Linked DNA regions of Mus musculus: region 1 is linked to region 2. The links are chromatin contacts, called in public promoter capture Hi-C maps. All regions are on one chromosome and are shown on one strand. The core of a region is the stretch at or near the end of the contact, and the rest is flanking DNA. Distances in the headings are between cores, read along the strand shown. Region 1 overlaps Dnm3 (dynamin 3). Region 2 holds the start of 4930558K02Rik (RIKEN cDNA 4930558K02 gene).

What was found. Promoter capture Hi-C pulls out the DNA fragments that hold promoters and counts their contacts.
Region 1: a contact with region 2 is called in a promoter capture Hi-C map of cranial neural crest. The contact joins the enhancer-like site here to the promoter of 4930558K02Rik in region 2. A contact is called at or near these places in 9 of 39 promoter capture datasets (the C10 cell line, the HPC-7 cell line, cranial neural crest and 5 more), 1 of 15 datasets of contacts at CTCF or cohesin (the NIH/3T3 cell line), 2 of 484 Hi-C or Micro-C datasets (the F1.1 cell line and palatal mesenchyme), 5 of 115 datasets of contacts at active chromatin or transcription factors (craniofacial prominence, embryonic limb bud, fibro-adipogenic progenitors and 2 more) and 3 of 9 other capture datasets (adipose tissue, macrophages and pancreatic islet).

The regions. Positions count from the first base shown.
Region 1 is chr1:162,240,162-162,244,878 of GRCm38.p6, reverse strand. All of the region lies in intron 13 of Dnm3 (dynamin 3), which reads left to right. Among named protein-coding and RNA genes, the nearest start is that of Mir214, 19 kb to the right of the region's middle. Within about 2 kb of position 1,703, at least 62 of the 459 cell types and tissues checked have an H3K27ac peak or open chromatin away from gene starts, as enhancers often do. A contact at or near this core is called in the NIH/3T3 cell line and palatal mesenchyme, where this site is marked.
Region 2 is chr1:161,978,218-161,982,805 of GRCm38.p6, reverse strand. 4930558K02Rik (RIKEN cDNA 4930558K02 gene) reads left to right here and starts at 3,170. Exons shown (of 7, transcript NM_001204904.1): 1 at 3,170-3,320. The coding sequence starts at 3,300. It also overlaps a transcript of Dnm3 not described here.

The DNA.
Region 1 (4,717 bases), core at 454-2,953, 260 kb before region 2:
AACAACCTACACTGACACAATTCATAGATCATTTAATCCCTAAAACATGAGAAATTAAGATCGCTAATCTTAAATTGGAAGAAATGAAAAATCGAAATTCCACACTAGATTAACTGATATATTTCCCTTGGAGTACCAGTGTCCTCGATGGGACATTATCATCATTCATCATCATGAATGCATGGTATGTAGGCAGGTATGGCTGCTAGTATTCATCTGATACCTGGATTCCCTGAAAATTCCTAAGAGATCTGTGCTCTTCCGAGGTACTGTAGGATACATAGGTTTCTGTAGCTGTCCTAGCAGCCCTCGCTTGCCCTTAGGCTTTGTTGGCAATTTCACATTCCTTAATATTAATCAATTAATGTCTGAGTTCCACCTGACTGTCTGACAACTCATCTTGTTCCTTGCCTGTAGGGACCACCATTTCCAGGAACTTCTTTTAAAACCCATGATGTGGTCAAAACAGGTTGTATCAAACTCTACAAGAATTAATTTGAAAAGGGGGAGGGGAGGGGAAGGGGAGGGGAGAGAGAGAGGATATTGGGATGAAACTGACTTACTATATGTAACTGCAGAAGTATGGGCAAAAGTCAGCTCTATTGCTTACCCCTCTGTCTGCCTGCTCCATCAGGGCACAGAAACATTAGCACGTGTGGCATGGTCAACATGTTAGCAGAACACATGGTTCTTCCGCTGAATGCTTTTATATCAGTCCTAATGTGTCCTTGCTGCCACTAGAGACACTAAGTCCTGTCTCAGAATCTCTTCCCTCTGTGCAGAAATTAAAGGATAGAGGGCAGACACAGCAGGGGCTGCCAGTACCCTTGGCTCCTGTGACCCTTTGCCCATGATTGCCCGGGCTGATGCCTACTAGATTAGATATCATCTCTTTGACAGCTTCTGTGTTACCCAAAGCAGTGGAAATGTTTTCTTTTCATTTGACTTTCTCTCACAGTGACACTGGACTTTTTGATACCTTCAGCAAAGCATTCTCTTCCAGCCGGCTTTGGCGTGTGCAGTATTCTCTGTTTTCCCTCACCCTCCCAGCCTCCCCTCCCTCACACATTCCTCTTCTTTAACCAGCATACTTCCTGTCCCAAAGGCTCAGACCAGGGCCATCCTCTGGTCCAGACTCCTGTTTTACTTTCCCCACCCTCCCCTGACACCTACAGTTTATTCACATCAACAAACCAATGGCACACAAGTCTGGAGCCCTCCTCTGGTCCATGTTACAGCCATTCTGTACTACACATTCCTACTGGGACATGTCAAGACAGAACTCTTGACTCATCCCTTCTCCAAATACACTCCTCTCCCTCTGTGGATGTGCCTCCCGGGTCTGCTCAGTTTCACAGACTGAACCTCTGGGAGCCATCCCTGACACCTCACCCTCTCTCATCCTGCCTATCTAATTCATCATTGCCATACTGATTTTTCTCCCCAAACATTCCTCTGATCTGTCTACATCCCCATATGTCTAATTCCCAATGTGCCTGTCAAAGTTATCACCCTCTGTTGCTCTGGGCTCTGCAGCACTCAGTTCTCTCTGTCTCCTGCTCTCCTTGCTCCTTTTCTGTAATCTCTTCACCAAACTGGAGCTGAAAGGGGAGCTTTTATGTGAAGTAAATCTTACATGACTGCTTTCCTTTAAAAGCACCTCAAAGGATACAAACCACATGTTTTTCACATGAGTCGCAGAGTCAAGCGTAGCCAGCTCACTCTGCTGGCTCATCATACACACGACCCCTTCTTGCTTGATGGCCACACTGTGTGCCATCCCAAACCCCATGTTCTCTTAACTCCCCTCAGATTTTAGCGAATGTTCTAAAAGCCTCACGAGTACTTTCTCTAATGATCCACATGATCACCATTCGTTTAAAGGACCTTCAGCAGTTGTGAGTTTAATGTACATTCATGCATGCTTGCTGTCTGTTCCCTCGTTTATCTGAAAGTGCCTCATTAAGGCCAAGAATTGGGCCAGTTTTTCTATTTCATTATTATTATTTCAGCTTATTCTTGAGTTTGCCATGTTCATGCTAACACATATAAGGTGCTAACTGGTTGACTATTAACTAATTTCCTCTCTGCTAAGTTAATTTTTCTTTTCTTTTCTTCTGGACTTTTTTTAGTAAAATGACCACACTTCATTCAGGCCCTGCCAATTTTGAGCATCCTTGCTCCTCTGTGCATATGTGGCTTTGTCTTCAAATGTAGAGAAATAGATGCTAGGCGTGGTTCCCACTCTGTTTTGTGTCACGTGGAATCTCTTCCACATTGAGGGCCCAACAACTTCAAAGGGAGCTCGGCACATGGAGAAGATACTTGGGGGAGGAAAACACATGAAGGAAAGTGGAGCCGTGATTTTCATCACAGTCAATGGCCCGGATCTCAGAGAGGGTGAGCTGGGTAAAATATGAGAGGAAGCAGCTTCGAACAGCAGTGCCTGGGGCAGAAGTGATGCCAAAATGAGCTCCCCAGACTAGCAAGAAAGGAAGACTCTCCAGCTGCAACTATGAATCTAGATAATGCAAAAGCTGAGTGAGCCTATGAGGTTGAAAAATAATACCTCCTGACCCGGGAAAATCCGCAGGAGTGTCAGATACCTCCACAGGGCAGAGTGGACCGGTGGGTTGGAGATGAGGGCATTCCAGAAAACAAAAATGGGGAGGGTTGCTTCCCTCAGCAGGTGAGATTATCCTGTGGAATAGCCACTTGGGTTTCTGCCTGAAGGTGAGCTTCATTTACCTATTTACAATGGAAATTTACATCCCTGCAGTGAAGTAGAGGTCAGTAAGGTTTTGCGTGTTTTAAGTGTTATCCTGCTGGCAGCTGGGGGTGTTCACATGAAAAGGCGAGCTGACAAGCTTGCAATTGGTTCCTTCTCCCCAGCCAGCTTTGACTGCATTGGATTAGTATGTTTACAGTCAATCAAGTTAGATCTGTACCTAACACAGTCAAGCTGCCTTCATCCTGGGACTTACCCAGTGATGAACCCCGGGGACCCTTTCTTTTTATGTTGTGCGATTGGGTTTATTTCTACCGTCAGGTTATTTTTAATCCTGCATCATTTTTTTTGACATACTTTGTTCATTGCATCCTAAAAAGGACTTCAAGACAAGCCCTGCACTAAACAAGCAATAACAGATGTCAGCTTAGATTTTAATATTATTCATATTATTGGAAAGTAGATGGGGAGACGTAGGGAAACTGAAGAACAAAGAAAAACAATTTTATATCTGATCACCAGTTTATAATTACAATACAATTGCTTCTTTCTATTCTTTCCATTAACGAAGGCAACGGAAGCAACTTCATACATACAGCGTATATTGTTAGTAGGTGGTTATCTAACTCCTTATCACACACTGACTCACATGAGTCTCACAACAGCTGTATGCTGTAGGTATTATTATTCCAGGTTATATACAAGGTAAACACAGGTCAAGGAAACCCAGTGCCACCCAGGTAGCAATGATGGAAATAGATGCTTTCCCTGACAGCTCCGTGTGCTTTTGATGACTGTTTGTTGCTACTGTTGTTAAAAATCCATACTGTAGCCAACATCTTCATCTATGCTGTGGCTCCGAGGCTGAACTAGCTGGGAGAGTATATTTCAGTGACATGTTAAAAATATATCTTTCCAAGTAGAACAAAATGGCACACATCGTACAGGCCCTGCAAGGGAGGTCTGCTGGTTAGTAGCTGGTTAGTAGTTGGTTAGTAGCATGGGCATGGCCATCAGGAAGGAACCAGAACTCTGTCTCTTCCTCTGCCGCATAAGGAGCATATTACCTTTCTTCTAAGATCATTGTGTGGAATAAAGGAAGTATCAGAGTATGTGTGGATTTGTTAGCTCAGTTCCTGGCACGAAGTAAATGCTGGCTGTTGTCACTGTCCTTGGGTTCCTAGAAATGGGGTCAGAGTTATATTCTGACTTCCTAGAAAGTTAAAGCCACGAAGGGACACCCAAACACACAAGTGTTGCGTAGCCAAGTCCTTCAGAGTGGTGACAGATGTTCCAGTCTTGAACTAAAGGACATTTCCTTAAATATTTCATGTTGCATCTTAATTGGGCTATTAAGCATTTTTATGTATGCTTTGCCTCAATTGTGAGGTTAGTCCATCAGACATTAAAACCTCTCTCCTTTTTGTTTTTCATAGTAAGTCAGTCACTGTTAAGACTTTCCTAGGTCTGAACTTGGCTTCAAGGCACCCTGTACAGTGCCTGGTCCTTCTATAGGTGTCCAGAAACCTCTGCTCAGCTGACATTTAAATGAGATATATCTTTGAACACTTTACTCTATTGAACTTGTCTCTCATGATGGTATTTTCTACAGAAAACAGGGGCAAAGGAAAGGAAAAGAAAGGTGTGGACAATACTTCCCTGTGCCTCTTTCTGGGTGTGCCAGTGTGAATAGTCACTTTTTTCTTACTGGAAGAGCAAGTCAGGAAATAGTTCTTCTACCTCTTAACCCTCCCTCTTTCTCCTCACACTGCTCCTGTCTTCCGTTTCATTGACTTTAACCATCGAGCTGGAGAGTTACCAGTGGCTTGGATCTTCCTTGAAGGAAGAGACCAGCATTTTACTAGTCTTGAAAACCACTCCTCCAAAGCTAGTGTGACTTCCATGGGCATTGGCTTAAGATGACCAGAGCACAAAAGACTCTGCAGTCATTCAAACAGCGCACTGGTCAAAATTCACTCTGAGGCTGCC
Region 2 (4,588 bases), core at 1,921-4,420:
GTTTGTTTGTTTTGGCTTTTTTCTGATTTGAATTGAACTTTTGTGAGATATTTTTTGCATGCTATTATTTGGACTTATTTTATAATGTAAGCATTGTCTTCTTCCTCTACATTTGTGTTTTTTCTTTTGTTGTTGTTACTGTTTTGTTTTTTTGTTTTGTTTTCACTAGGAGACCCCCTCCTGCAGTTCCAGGCCGACCATCCTAACCCCATCTCCTTTTGTTTAACAACATGTCTACCCATGGTATTTTTAAAAAGCCTCTGTTTGCACTATATGTCATGTGTACATAAGAGCTTTTATTTTTGACCTGTGTCTTTAATTAAAGAAATAAAGTTTATTCTATATTTTAAAAATTACATGTGTTCCATTTCTTTTCCTATAGAATAATGACCCAAATTAAATATAATCCACATACACTAATGCCAGGTAAGGTGAAACACATTTGTCTAGCCTTTCTTTTTTTTCTAATGAATATTTTAAGACAGGGTTTCATGTAGCCAAGTCTGACCTTGAACTCCTGATCCTGTACCCACCCACTAAGTGCTGAAGTTAGCATGTAACACCATACACAGCTCCTGAAAAATGTATAGTTTCATATATTAGGAGCTGAAAAGGAAATATTTACATTATTAGACCACTGTGATTTCAGATACTCTTTGACCGAGAATGATACTGTACTGAATTGAACAATAAGCTAGTGAAATTTCTTTCAACAGAATACAGAGAGAGAGAGAGAGAGAGAGAGAGAGAGAGAGAGAGAGAGAGAGAATGAACATCTAGAATCTAAAAAGGACACAGAAGTCTGAATCATTTCAACCTGCCTTCAAAAATCTTATCAATAGTTGTTATTGCACCAAAATATGTTATTATTTTCCAAAAGCTAATATAGAAGATTTAAAAAACATAGAATATTACAGAAGAAACACATAAGCTCACATATTCTGTCTGACAAATTAGGGGTAAGAAGAAAACTAGTGCTTAAAATACATGCGTGATAAAGAACAGAAAGGTGGGCACCTCAGGCAATTTCTTCAAGATGTCGGTAAAGTTCCCAAGAAAGTGGATAAGTAGATGCTTGAGGGAAGAGAAAACTTTTTAATGTGTCGGTCCTTAAAATAATAATAACAATATTAAAATTTTAGGCCATAGTATTTTTTTTTTTACTGTTCCCTCCACCCGAAGGAAATTAATACAAATAGAATGCTTACTTTTAAAGTAATGGAGTGTGTTCTGCCAGCTGTGTGGCAGCTTTGCCAATAGCTTTTTATTTAATTTGTGATTTTCTATTTTAGAGATGTACTGGACAGAGTTTGGATTGAAAAGTAGCTGTTTCTTCTCGGGTGGGGGCCCTTGTGAAAATGCCTCATTTTGCTCTAAAATAGGACACTACACATCGAGAGAGTGAATTAGTCTCTAGGACTCTGTTCCGTTCACTTCACTAGGGTCCCATTTACACTTGACCTGGGGGGGGGGTCCCGGCAAAGCCATGCAGACAACCTGGGCAGGGCCTCCTCATTCTAAAGAGAAGACCCCATCATTAAAACCATCTTCTTTGGACCGCGAAAACCACTTAGATCATTTTTTTAAGAATTAAATTCTCCACTGGAAAATGTAAGCCAGATTCTCGGGTTTCAAGTTGCACACCCTGGGTTACCTGCCTTCTGCTGTATCCAAGGTTGCTTAATGAACAGGGTTACTGGCAAAGAAGTTGAAGACTGTAAACCAAGGCATTCCGCTGGCTTTCCCGTAACCCAGGGTGACTGAACTGGTGTGAAATAATATAGACACTGCTCCTTTTGCCTTTCCCTTACATCATTTGATAATTATGTGTGTGTGTATGTGTGTATGTATGTGTAGCATCTGTGTGTGAACTCTCAGAGGCCAGAGGACATCCTAATATCCCGTCCTATCACTCTCCACCTTATTCCTTTCAGTCAGAGTTTCTCACTGAACTTGGAGCTAGGCTGGTGGCCAACAAGGCTGGAGGCTCCTCCTCTCTCTGCTCTACACGGCACTGAAGTTCCACACAAGCATGTGACCATACTCGGCTCTTTACATGGGTGCTGAGATAGGACCTCATGTTCTCGTGTTCCTACAGCAAATACTGTTGGACACTGAACCATCTTTCCAGTCCCATGAATTTTACAGTATCCTTTACTAGATAAATCCTTACACCTGCAGGCACAATAAATAGTCCACGGTTAATTTATAACCCTTTGCAAAGCCAAGTGTTGCCAGTGCAAGCAAGCTTTTGCTTCTAACTTTCTTCAAGTCCTTGGTATTTTTTTCACTTTGTCCAAAATTGAAATGCACACTTACTTTTACCTGATATCTACGTAATTTGGACATTGGAATTGGAATTGGAATTGACCTAGTGAACGAGAAGAAAGTAAAATTCCAACTGTATCAAAATGAAATGGCCTGAGTCTCCTGAAGTGTGTTCTCTTATTTTATAGACAGAAGAAAAAAGCAGGGAGTCTGTGGTGGAAAGAGAAGAAGCTGGAATAAAAGCAAATGCTATGATGATACACTGGCCTGTGGTTACTGCATATGGTTTTCATTTCCTTCATAATATACTCTCCCTCAACCATCTCTAGCTTTCTGTCCTCACAGCTCCCTTCATCCTCCATGTGTGACAGAGGAGGAAAGGTATTACAGTCTTCAAGATCGACTATAATTCAGGATGGACAAAAGGACAGTCTTCAAGATCAACTATAACTCAGGATAGTCAAGAGGAGTCAGAGATTCTTTTAAAAACCACACTATTCCTTGCATAGTCATCTCATTATGTATTAGATGTTGCTGGGATTTATAATAGTATCTTAGTCAGCAGGAGCACCAGAGAAGCAATAGAATAAGAAGCAGCTTGCAAAATAACCAAATAAGCAGTTATCACATATTGTTATGATAAGAGAAAAGGTTTGGTCATCTTCCTAGGGAAAAAGTATTAATGATTCAAGTGCTGATGCAGCTAGCTGAGCTCTTGACCAGCATTAATCCATTTGTTCCAACCTTGACCTAATGTTCTAGAAGGTAGCAATTGTGACTTCGGACAAAGGAACAATGGGATGCATTCCAGCCAATCAAAACCCAAAGTTCTCATTCCTAATGCATGCTGCAAGATTCTAAGTCATTCAAGTGCCTGTTGGAGACAGGCATCCTGGTGTTGAAAGTATGGAGGGGTCTCCCACCTGCTTTGGTGCCTAACCAAGAGGTACTGTAGCAGTCTCCCCTTGACAGCACAAAGAGGTATCTGTGTTCTCCAGTTCCCAGCTCAAAAAACTGAGAACACCTGAGAGATGGAAAAAAGAGAGCTAAAGGTAGGAAAAATTAGAACTTCTAATAGCAATAGTTCTTCTGGAGTTTCACCACTAAATAAATGTATGTCAACCTCTGGAAACATATATGCAAACACAAAAAGGATTTCAGTCCAAGCTTGGGTGAACCCATTGCTCTGGGCCTGAGTTGAGGCAGGATAGCATTAAACTATGCTAAGGCTTGTTAATGTGTCTATACTGTTAATAGTATGTAGGTGTTTCATAAGATACACTTCCTCAGCTAACTCATTAATTCTTTATTCCAACTTTCATCTTCCAATGTGGAGGCCAGGAGGCAAAGAGAAGGAACAGGTAGCAGCATATGTCTTTCCATGGCATGTCCCACGATTCCCTCCCTCCTACTATTCATCGCCTTCTAATAAGGCCATCAATTATGAACCTATCAAGGATTAGCTCAAGGTCCAATTACTTCTTCAGATTCCAGCTGACATCCAGGCATGGGATCCCCACATGAGCCTGCAGGGACACTTCTTGTTCAAACCATAACAAAGACTAGGAGGAAAACACTGCTATGTGTGTACAGACTAGGACATTTTAATGAGTGTTATAGACCCCAAGGCTCACTCCTTCTTTTCATGGCCTGAAAATAATATTGTCCTTGCCAATATGTATCTTATAACTCAACAAATAAGGATGATAGAAATAAGGATGGATGCTTGCCCAACTATAAATCCAGTTTTTAGATGAACCACACAGGGAGTTAAGATTGCTAAAAAACAGAGGCTAGGAGAGATGCTGTGTAAACATGACCACCATACTTCCAGTCCTCACAACCCAGGTAAAAAAAAAAAAGGCCAGAATCCCAGCACGAAGGAACCAGCAACAGCAATACCTCTGGATCTTGCAGGCCAGCCAGGCCAGCCAACGAGTAATCTCTAGATCGGTGAGAACCCTGCTTTAAAAGAAGGTGAGAGCCAAAAAGTGGTGGTGGCACATACCTTTAATCCCAGTGCTCAGGAAGCAGAGGAGGAGAATCTCTGAGTTCCAGGCCAGCCTGGTCTACAGAAAACCAAAACCAAAAATAAAATAAAAATGTGTGAGAGAGAAAAAGACAGCCAACATTGAGCCTTGGCCTCATACACGTGCAGCACACACACACACAGATGACTGAAAAGCAAACCAATTCTGCACTCCCTGTATTTTAACTGGAGTCTCTGTGTGGGGAAACCACCATGAACTTAGACCATTGCCCCATGAAATGCACCCAGCACCGGAAGGGCACAACCAGCTGCCTTCACACCATCCAATAC